3 separate regions of the Mus musculus genome follow, and all the other regions are linked to region 3. A link is a contact called in public HiChIP or PLAC-seq and promoter capture Hi-C data. All regions are on one chromosome and are shown on one strand. Each heading gives the region's core, a stretch centred on a gene start, on an enhancer-like site or on the middle of the called end of the contact. The rest is flanking DNA. Distances are from core to core; before and after follow the strand shown.

What was found. Promoter capture Hi-C pulls out the DNA fragments that hold promoters and counts their contacts. HiChIP or PLAC-seq counts read pairs in DNA pulled down with a chosen protein or histone mark.
Region 1: a promoter capture Hi-C map of embryonic stem cells shows a contact between it and region 3, with 6 times the contacts expected there. The contact joins the promoter of Prdm8 here to the enhancer-like site in region 3. A contact is called at or near these places in 13 of 39 promoter capture datasets (the C10 cell line, cranial neural crest, embryonic stem cells and 7 more), 2 of 484 Hi-C or Micro-C datasets (cerebellum and cerebral cortex), 4 of 115 datasets of contacts at active chromatin or transcription factors (embryonic forebrain, embryonic stem cells and stem cell-derived neural progenitor cells) and 1 of 9 other capture datasets (liver).
Region 2: a contact with region 3 is called in an H3K27ac HiChIP or PLAC-seq map of embryonic stem cells, with 15 times the contacts expected there. The contact joins the promoter of Cfap299 here to the enhancer-like site in region 3. A contact is called at or near these places in 7 of 39 promoter capture datasets (the C10 cell line, cranial neural crest, embryonic stem cells and 4 more), 3 of 484 Hi-C or Micro-C datasets (cerebellar granule neurons, cerebral cortex and cortical neurons), 1 of 115 datasets of contacts at active chromatin or transcription factors (embryonic stem cells) and 1 of 9 other capture datasets (liver).

What each region holds. Positions count from the first base shown.
Region 1 is chr5:98,179,131-98,182,744 of GRCm38.p6, reverse strand. Prdm8 (PR domain containing 8) reads right to left here and starts at 1,876. Exons shown (of 4, transcript NM_029947.2): 1 at 1,633-1,876.
Region 2 is chr5:98,327,452-98,330,697 of GRCm38.p6, reverse strand. It overlaps Cfap299 (cilia and flagella associated protein 299), which reads right to left and starts at 1,394. Exons shown (of 6, transcript NM_001024614.1): 1 at 1,234-1,394. The coding sequence starts at 1,344.
Region 3 is chr5:97,088,449-97,092,151 of GRCm38.p6, reverse strand. Bmp2k (BMP2 inducible kinase) reads right to left here. Exons shown (of 16, transcript NM_080708.1): 16 at 1,104-3,703. All of the region lies in intron 6 of Paqr3 (progestin and adipoQ receptor family member III), which reads left to right. Among named protein-coding and RNA genes, the nearest start is that of Paqr3, 21 kb to the left of the region's middle. Within about 2 kb of position 1,536, at least 46 of the 459 cell types and tissues checked have an H3K27ac peak or open chromatin away from gene starts, as enhancers often do. A contact at or near this core is called in embryonic stem cells and liver, where this site is marked.

The sequences.
Region 1 (3,614 bases), core at 627-3,126, 1.1 Mb before region 3:
TTCAAGTGGAGTGTCAGGGCCACTAATTCTATGTCAGCTAACCTTTCTTTGCAGCCTACAAGAAGGGACGCATGTCTGCTCATTACCATAATCCAGCACTGTCCCTCTGAGGCTTTAATTAAAAGCAGCAAGCAGAGGTAATTATTTTTTCTCGACATGCTTATTTATGGATGAGGTTGAATCCCAGTTACCTTGTTATACAAGAGGGTGGATTGAGTCGCCTGTGGCCCATGAAGCGAGCAGGTATAGGGCAGGCTTGAAGTGTCCCCTGTCTGAAATTCTGTGTGTAATGACTGGTGAATTCTCACTTCCCTTGATACCACCCTGTTTGGGCTAGAAGGGGTCAGCCCTGCTTGAATGGTCCTGAGTGGGCCCTCCAGCTGTTTAATCCGCAGCAATTTAGAAGTAATGCCCCAGTGGCGGGCTCTCTATTAAGCCGTCTTACAGGGATCGTTTCCTTCCTCAGCCACTGGACACCCCCTGTAATACTTAGCACTTAAAGAAAGCAATCATTTAAATTATTTAAACTAGGTCTTAGTTAGCCATGCCATTTTTCTTGGGGAAATCTAACAATTCCTCTAAGTTGGTTTTTCCCTAGCAGTTTCACCAGTGACAGTGATTGTCTCTGTATTTATATACCTTAAGTGGCCGTGGGGAAAACCGATCTTACTCTTTTCTTGTTCAGCTAGCTTCTCATTAAAGAAAAATATAGGCGATGTGTATTTTGTTTAAATCAACATCCACTAGCCAATTGCCATACAAATGTAAGAAAATGCAATGCCTGTAACTTTGGCTAGCCCCTTTCCTATTCGTTCTCCCATATGCCCCAAATGGCAAGTATATTTTCCAGACAGTGGGAATAAGAAAAATAGCCACAACATAGAAAGTTTATGATACTACTTTCTGTTTCTGCACTCGTCCTGTCCCCTTCTGATTTCCAATTGCAAGTCAAATACGTTGCAGAATACAGGTTCTCTCAGCTCCCTTTCAGTATAAACCCTCTTTCTCTTCCCAGTTGCCTACATTTCAACGGTTTGTACCTTGATTTCTGCCTCGCGTTTGAAAGTATTCTTCACAGAAGCTTTTTATTGTGACAGGAGATCGCCCTCCACTTTGGCAACAGCAGGGACTCAGTCATTAAAATGCAGTTCTATCTAACAATACAGCGAAAAGGTCCCACAGCCGGGCTAATAGCGGTCCATGCTGCCTCGGTGGCCGCCTTGACGCAAATCAGCCACAATAGCGATAGGCAGGACCCCGGGCTTTATAGTATCTAGCCTTTCACAGTCCTACGCCCATCCCTAGGCCCGGGTTCTCTTCCTTCGCAGATCCTCCTGGGAAACTCAGAGCCAGCTGGGCTCGCTGAAAGCCGGTCGCTACTGCCGGATGCTCTCCCTCCACTCCGGGCTGGCATTGTCTGGCAGCCGCGAGCTCCCCAGTCCCTAGCTTCTCCAGAAAAGTGCTCCTACCCGCTCCTCCCTTTGTATAATCTTATTGGCAGTGGAAACAACATTCCGCGTCGTTTCCCTCCTATCTTCTAGATAACGAGGAAAAGGGGGACAATTTTTTCACTCCTTGTACTCAACCTGTCCTCTTCCCATCCCCCTCCCAGGTCAAAGCAAATAGACTTACCAGAAATAAGGTCAGGACCGAGTCGCCCAAATAAGGCCACCTGGAACCAACGGGGTGCAAGCCAGTGTTCCTTCCTGCCTATTACATTAGTGTATCTCCATGTCAAGAGGTGTCGGTGTCAGTCTTGTGGGTTCTGTCCAAAGAGAGAAGAGAGATGCAGATAGATTAGGAGAGAGAGAGAGAGAGAGAGAGAGAGAGAGAGAGAGAGAGAGTTGTACAGATGGACCCGATGCAATGACTGACTGGCACGCAGACACACACTTTTTGTTTGCTGCACATAATCTGCCCAATGACGCGTGACAGCCCACGTCCCCTCCCTTTAACTCTTGCCGGTCTGGGAGATCCCTCCGGCGCCACAAGCCTGGTTTTTCTGGACTGCCCGCGCTAGGCAGATCCTAAGCTCCTTCCCGAAGTGGCATAGCCTCCCCGAGAGCATCCTGGCCTGCCTTCTCCTGCAGCTGGGTCCCTCTGGGACACCTGGGTTGGCAAAATCCGTTTCGGGCTCAGGAAGGAAGGTGTCAGAAGGAGCAGAGCGGTTCTTTTCCGTTTTGCTGGGCACTCAGAGGACGTAGGACAAGGAGTTGAATTGGCTATGTTGCCAGCGCGTGAACTACTTGCATATGTCCCTAGAGTTTGAGTGGTATGTCCCTGCTCCCCCAAAAGGAGGGTGAGAATTTGCCCCGCGGGATTCTTTGGCCATTGACTGCCGCTGATCTGTGAAGCTAGTGGCCTAGGAGGTGACAAACAGACTTCCTTAAAATGCATTCATGCCACCTAGCAGAGACTCCCGTGTAAATACTGGCGACAGGGGGTATGATTTGGTGGGAACTCGGCTAGCCATCTCCCATCCAATGGGATGGGGTAAGAAGATAAGTCTGGAATGCTGCCAGACACCTAAAGGGACTTCGGCTGTTTTTAGGTCCCAGAACAAGGGTCTGTGCGTGGATATGGGCTAGGAGGGCGTTGCTGGGAAAAGCCTAGGTCATTGGACTCAGGTGTTAAAGCTTTTCACCTTCTGTGCTCTCTCTGTATTTTGTGGTTCCCAAGGGGGTCCCATAATGGCGGCCAGGATTCTAAGACCTCATGATACAGAAAGGATGGTTCAAAGTTAAAAAAAAAATTACTGAGAAGGACTCTCAAGAGCCTTTCACATCCAGCCGTTGATGGAGGAGTGGACCGAATCACAGGAGTGAGGCTGTCTCGGGAGTCTCGTTTGTGCGCTAAGCCACTTAGAGGCGCTGGCTTGTCCTCTGGAGCGGCAGCTGATGCTAATGACTTGAGGTCTTTGACAGCCAGAGAGTTTTCTCCTTCTGCGGGGGCCACAAAACAATGACGCTAGGGGCTCTCTGGCTGTTTTTCTCTGGTAGGCTTTCTATTCCTAAGGAAAGAAAGGCCTTTGAGTGGCGCAGGCAATCCCTCAATTCCTACCCCCACTCTCCCGGAATTCAATTGAGCAATAGGTCAGGTTGAGTATAAATCCAATTGTATAGTTTACTCGCTAAAGGGCAGGAGTCAGGGCCAGAATTTAAGGAGGAGACAATCTCTGTCCTTGCCTCTCAGAGTGAGCATATGAGGGTTGGCAAAGAGCAGCTGACAGTATAATCTTTACGGAGCTCTGAGACTCCTGTCTGGAAGCCTAGAGGCCAGCAAGACATCAAATGTACCTGCTGCCAGGGAAGAATGGGTGATGAGGAAATATAGGAAATTTCCTAGAAGTTAATTTCTTTGGCTTCCTTTTTTTTTTTTTTTTTTTTTTTTTTTGTTTTTTTTGTTCCTTCTGGTCACCTCCCAAGAGAGTTGCCAGTCCTGATCACATATAATTCCTGCCTAAAATCAGCTGGGCCTGGGGACATCATAGACTGGGAGAAAGGTCAAAATCCTCACCTGACTTCCAGGTTGACTGCTGACCTTTCAAAGAAAAGTCTGCAGCTCCTCTTCAAGCTAAAGTGTTCTTTCTCCCTTGCAAGTTTGTGCAGCTTAAA
Region 2 (3,246 bases), core at 145-2,644, 1.2 Mb before region 3:
TTGGTTTTATTAGATGATGCTAACTTATAGAATAAAAGTTGTTAATTAGTTCAGCAAAGCTAATGTTACTCGCTGCCGTGGCAATGCAGTTGTTTTAGTGTTCTGTCGTTATTTAGTGAACACGGGAAACAGAGGATGGAGACGCACTACTTCCGTCCCGCCAACCACGCTCCTCAACCTCCGGAGCATCACTACTTCCGCATCACTACTTCCGCATCACTACTTCCGCATCACTACTTCCGGTCTACCAACCAAGTGCCAACCGCGCTCCTCATCCTCTGGCCGGTCAGATAATTAAGATGGACTCACCCTTTCTCTTCCTACCTCCCCTTCTTTCTACATAAGCTTCTTGCAACATCTATTGTAATTATCAATTCAGTGGCTTCATTTCAGATGCAAGGATTTAAAGCAACTTCTGTGGGTTTAAAATATTGGCTAAAAGCAGGAGAGACGGCTTAAGGAAAAGGTGCTTGCTGCCAAACTTGAGTTCATTCCCTGGACACCACAGAATACAAGTTCAGAACCGATTCCAAGTTGCCCACTGACTTTTTATGCATGTGTGCGTACACACAAATGGAACTTTAAGTTACCCATCTAATAAACGTAAAAGCTTGGTTGTTTGGTGATATCGCTGCTGTTGCTGTTAAAAATCATGTTTTGTAACTATTTTAACAGATAATTTCAAAAGGGACAAATTTTCTTCATTTAAGATTATTTTCATACAGTGGCACCTATTTAAAAAGGAGGGGTGTCTATATGATAAACTGCCTTGTGCACAGGAGAAATGAGGGGAGTTGGCCAAATTCAAGTCCTTCCCAGAGTTCTGTAGGGTTGATTCTCCCCCCCCCCCCCCGCCCCCAATGGTGCTTGCTCTGTTTGTCCTTAATATGGAGATGGACTCCTTTGAAAACCTGAGCCCAGGCTGTGAGACTTGCAGTTGGGAGTTAGGAGCTCGGAGCTTGAAGATCCCTCCAACTAAGTCTTCTCGAGCATCCGGGACCTCCCGCTGCCCTGCCCTCAGGTGCACACAGCAACGCGTCCTCCTGGTTTTATGCCTTGTTACTACTTTACAGCGACCAAGTCGGCCTCTGTGCAGCGCACCAGCGTTTGGAGGGCTGGGGACTCCTGCAGCCTGCAGAGAAGTCTCTCGAAGCCAGAGGCCTGCGGTGAGCGCCGTCACCGCCAGGGGGCGACCAAGCCCCGCCGCGGCCAGCAAGACGGACCCGCGCTTACCTCCAGGTAGTACAGGTCGACCGTAGTGATCTGAGAGTCCAGGAAGTCTTCATAGGTGTTGAACTGTGTGACAATGTTGTCCACGGCCGTCAGCCCCTCGTCCTGATCCATCGCGGCTACACCGACGCGTCCCTAGTAACCGGTGTGGGCGGGCCGGACGCGCGCCGGTTGCGGGGGCGGGGCAGAGGGCGCTGCGCTGGCCCTGCCCCAGCCGGATCCCTGGGCGGCTTCTAACCCCTGGGAGCGGTCAGCCCTGCAGGGCAAACCCAACTTTTTTGGTGTAAAAGCCTTAGCAAAGTCCGAAGGTGCCTGCTCAGTGTTTGCAGTAAGAACCTCGACAGAAGAGTATCCCGGAAATCTAGGGGAAATAGTCTTGCTGGGTGCTTCAAAATAGCACGTGATCAGTTGTATAAATTACAACTTAAAGGCAAGTTATGGTTGGTTACTTGTGTGCCAGGAACAATGTATAAACTTCCCAAACGAAGCAGCCTTAGTGATCTCCTTTGCTCCTGCCTTCTGCCTTTCAGTTCCTTTACTTTTTGTTATTTAAATTTCAATAAGTTGAAAATTACTTGAAAAATCTTGCCTCCTTGAACGTCCTTTAAAAAATTGGGTTGGGGGGGAGGGATCCTAATCATGGAATGATATATCCCATTGAGAAGCTGATATTGACTTGTGTTTCTATTTACTCATTTCTTTAAAATACTATAGTATAAAATTGAATCTGAAACATTTCTCATTAGAGCAGACTTGTACAACTGTTTCCACACCAGAAGCACAGATGCTTGCTGTTATGCCAAGGGACTTTACAATCATCTCAGCATTTGTAGAAATCAAATCAGATTCTGCAATGAATCTTTTCCATTTTTTGGGGGGGAGGGGGGCAAAGTAAAGCCAGGTCTATTTAAGACCCCAAGTTGCACAATAAGTTATAGCTTTATTTTAAAAACAGGCTACCAACAATTTATATTGTATAATTATCTAGAAAGCTATAGAAACTAAACTCCAAGCATAGAGGGGAAAAAATTTCATGTGGCCTAAAACATTATCACAAGTAGAGAGGAGAGGTCTCTGTACTGTCTGGTCCAAAAGAAACTTGAGGACAAGTGCCTTTTGTGTCTTTTAGCATTCTGAAGGGCAAGCTGGCCTCTAGGCATCTCATGTACCTGGTTTCAAGTCCAAGCTGACATTCAGGCTCCTCCTAGCTCCTCTCATATCAGCTTCTCAGTCCTACAGAACCCTGACCTTTCAGCCATGTGCTCTCTTACCACCCACCCCCTCTCTGTCCCAGAGGCATTATTCTGGGTGTGTTGAACACAACAGAAAGCTTAAAAAAAAAAAAAAAAGTTTCTGCCGCTGGGGTCCACAGGATATGAAACTTGCTTCCGTGTGGTGATTGATTTGAATTTACCACATACCAGCCCTGTTCTAAGTACCATACAATCTCCATTATTTCGTTTAATCACAACAACAAACTCACTAGAAAACCAGCATTGGTGTTATCCTCCATATGGAGACAGGATGAGTTTAAATGACTTGGCCAAAGTGTCGGGTGCAAAAAAGCAAACCCAAAAAATAACAATAGTCCTTTTCTCTCACAGGGGCATGTGGATGTAAAGATAGGTTATAAAGAGCTGTGTAAAACCAAATACAGAAGTTTGTTTATTAGAAAGAAAAATAAACGTGTGGTAAGGAACACGGATTGATACAAAGCCTAGAAACAGTAGGCGCATCTTCCAAACTGTGGAGGCAAGAAACGCAAGTTCTGTGTGGGATGGAGGGAGAGGTGGACAGTAGGGAGGGGCACAGGAAAGAGGATTGGAAGGAGGAAGCTGACTGAAGTTGAAAGGTGTAGTAAAAGAGATTTCAAACGAGACCAGCCGTGGACCCAAACAGGAGAAGCTGTGGTGGCCATGGCTTCAGAATGGAACTCACACTACTGCACGCTGCTCGTCTAGGGGGTGCTGGGCTGTGCTTACATGTGTTACCGCTGTTTCTGCCATCCTCCCACAC
Region 3 (3,703 bases), core at 287-2,786:
ACAAATTAAAACCTGTGGCAGAGGCGTAATTGAAAAGGCTAAGCTCCGTGTTCTGGCCTCCCAAGCATGACACTGGTAAATTTGTGACACGTGTGTTATGAAGTATTCTTGTTGCAGAAAAATCAGGTCAAGTGCATTTTCTTAAATCCTAGCCCATGAACTCTCCGAGAACAGAGCACAAAACTGAGACAGAATCCATGATGAGGGTGGAAGAACTGAACAGAAGTTTGTCATGAAACGTTTAATGATACAAATAATAAAAATAAAAACTCCAAAGACATTGATTATAAAGAATAAGCAATCCATTTGGGATTTATTGCATTTAAAGAAGGCTGATTATTAAAACAGTAGGTATGATAAATACAGTAAGAAAATAACTTTAAATCTCAAACAAAATAGTGAACAGAATTCAAGACTAAGCAATATAAAGGCAATAAGGTAATAAAATTAGTGCTTTTCTGGGTACAGGGGAAGCAACTGAATTCTATTTCAAATGTCTCCCAGCTACATTTGAGGGCTTAAGTTACTTTAGAAAGCATGTTTTATAACAATTAGAAATATAACTAAGGATATAAACCCGGTTTATTTAAAGATTAAAGTTATTAGCTTAGTGGTACATAAAAGGCTTCAGAAAATTCAAGTTTAACAAAAACATGGAAGTGTAATCAAAGAAAGTGCACTTAAAGCTGTTTGCCAGCAATTAAAAGGGATCTTCCAGGCTGGAGGTGTGGCTCAGCCCTAAAGCGCTTGCCTAGCGTGTGCGAGGCCCTGGGTTCAGTTCCCAGCACCGCAAAAGAAAGAACAAGTGGCTACTACTCCTTCTATTAATAGGATGACCTTTCAGTCACAAAAAGAACATAGTAAGGAAATCAGTTCTCCCGAAAGTAGCAATGTGAATTCTAAAAAAAAAAAAAAAAAAAAAAAAAAAAAAAAAAAACTAAAAACTAAAAAGACTAAAAACCTAAACCAGACCTAGCCCTCTGTATTTTCATCTATGTCTTCCTTTTAGTGGCTTTTGTAAACTCCCTCAATAGGCGTGAATGCTCTTAAAAGAAACAACGATTGCCTTTTTAAATTCACATTAATTCCATAACAGAGAGCCGTGGTGTGCAAGTATCTTTTTATCTTAGTAGAAAACAACACCGAGTATAGATTTTTTTTTTCCCAACAGTCATTTGCTATTCTCTCAGTAGATACATCATCTCACAGTAGACCATCAGTTCAGAAACTGGATGTAATTTGATGACTAGTTTTGCTTAAAAAGAAAAGAAAAAAATAACAGAGTTCACTGTGCACTCTACAGGTATTAAGCAAATATACCCAAACTTCCCGTAAGTAGTGATATTAATACACGTGCACCTTCTAACAATGCTTTAGTGAAGTACCCAGGCCTGGATGGCCGAATGGAGAGGAGCCAGAGTGGGCACCACCTTAGTATCTTCCATCAGGAAGATGAGAGGAGTCAGTTCCTGTTAAACAGGGTAGCACTGACTGCAAAGTGCACACATCTGAGAGCCAAGTGATTTCCTAACTGCCCAGGACACACAGCCCAGGGGAGGAGCACTGCAGTGCTTAATATTCTAGCCAGTTCCATTCTCACCCTGCTTGGAGCAGACCTTTTCTCCAGCTACATACTGAGCAACCTCTGTGCTGTGCTGTACTAGATCCATTTCTTCAATGCCCTAAAAGATTCTCTGGCGACACTAACCTTTTATTGACGTGTTCAAAGTGGAGCAAAGGGTCCACTTTTTAAGAAGATTCAGAGTTAATGAGCACTGGTAAAGCTTCTAGCTGACAACTCTGGGTTCCTCACGTGACTTCCCTTTGATGTTCAAGTCTAACGGGTTTAGTTAGAACTGCTTTGCATACTTAGAAGCACAGGGCACACCCAAATGACATTCTTTAAGCCAGAACTGGGCCAGCTGTTGAGTGAGTGTTGGGTGCTGGTAAGTGGGGGAGCCAAGTTCTTGTGAGGGAATTCGCTACCTAAGGCTCAGCTGTACAGAGTGACAGTGGCAGCTGACACTGAAATTTAAATGGAGTCTCCTCAGCTTGAGAAAATGCCTCTAACAGCAATGCAAAGGAGCTACCCATTGGACCTCCAATTAAATCATCTGTCCAATGAGCGGGTTCCAAGAGGAGTGTCACCTGCTGGGCTGTCAGAGGCAATGTAAACATTTTAAGCTGTGGCAGAGTTGTTTCCTAAGAATTTGTCCAGAGTAAGCTGGAGGGGTTGTTGTCAGTGAATCACCTTAAAATATTCAGTGCATTGAAAGGCAAGTGGAACTCTGATTTCATATTCACAACTCAGAAGACCACATCAGTTCATCATTACTTTAAAAAGCAAGCATTACTGAATCTGTTTTGTAGCTTAAAGGGTCTACTACCATTTGCGTTAGTTAGATTAATTAACCTGAGAACCAGAAAAAAAAAAGGTGCAAACATAGTCTCTGCCTTTGGCACAGGACAGTAAGTGGTGCAGCCCGGTTCTGCGTGGCATGGTGTGGCCTGCTCCTGTCCACACTACCCCCACTGAGTTTGCAGAGGAGGAGACAAGAAATATAAAAGGACCATGCCTTGGTTATGTATTTTGCTTCTTTCCAAGTTCTGAACTCTGAAAGTAGGCAAATGATTTACCTTCTGGGGCACTAAAGTTAAGAGGTTTTAATAAGATTACTCATTAAGGTACACTAACTGGGGGCAACTTAAAATATAGCAATCAATAGCAATAGCTGTTGACCTAGAAACTTCAAATGCTCATCTGTAAAGAAGCTAATCATAACTTACGACAGACACAGGACGCACGGATAGTACATTCACATTAACTGATGTATAACTGCTATCACTAACCACAACTACAAAATTTCAAGTTTCTTATTATGACTGGTGATATTTTTTTAAAAGGCAATTTGGTAGCTTAGTTCTTTTCACTACTGATGCAGTCGGGTAGCAGAATTAAGCTCCTAGTCCCACCACCCAGTTCTTCCATCCACTGAGGGTCTGGCTGTCCATGCAGAGTCTGTCACTGTCGGAGCACCCTGAAGGAACTGCAGCCCAGGACTCCCCAGTGCTGGATGAGGGTGGGGCTGGCAGAAAGTAGGTCAGTAAATGCAACATGATTTTACATTGTAAACTTCTTTAAAAATTAAAGTTTCAGCTACATTGTTTCTGAAATTAAATTTCTATATAACCTGCCCCCCCCCTTCTATCAATGTACTTCAGTAGGGGCATGATGATAAAGGTTTTGGCAAATACCCATTCAAAGACAAAGTCTTTCTGAAGTACCAAATGTTGCTTTTCTTTTTACGTATCATTCTTTTACATTTTTTTCAAATGCCAGATATTTCTCTTTGTATTTTTGTTCTAGGCATTCCACATTGTAAAAATTTATTTTTGACAGATTAGAAACTGCATATATATTATCATATACATGTTTTGAGCCATACACCATAGAAGGGCTAAAGTGAGTTAATATATACATTATTTCATATACTTATCATTGCAGAGTCCATTATTAATGGCACTTGTTTTGTTTTGTTTTTTAATGAAACAGTATTTTTAGGCACAACAGTCAGTTTCCTCTGGCTCCACCTTACGAAGCAGTGTATGAAGAGCACTCGAGGCTGTTTCCTCATGGTGGAAGCATTCATTCAGCCCCAAACGCTGCATCTGGGGTGTGCACCTAGGTGACATGTGATATCTG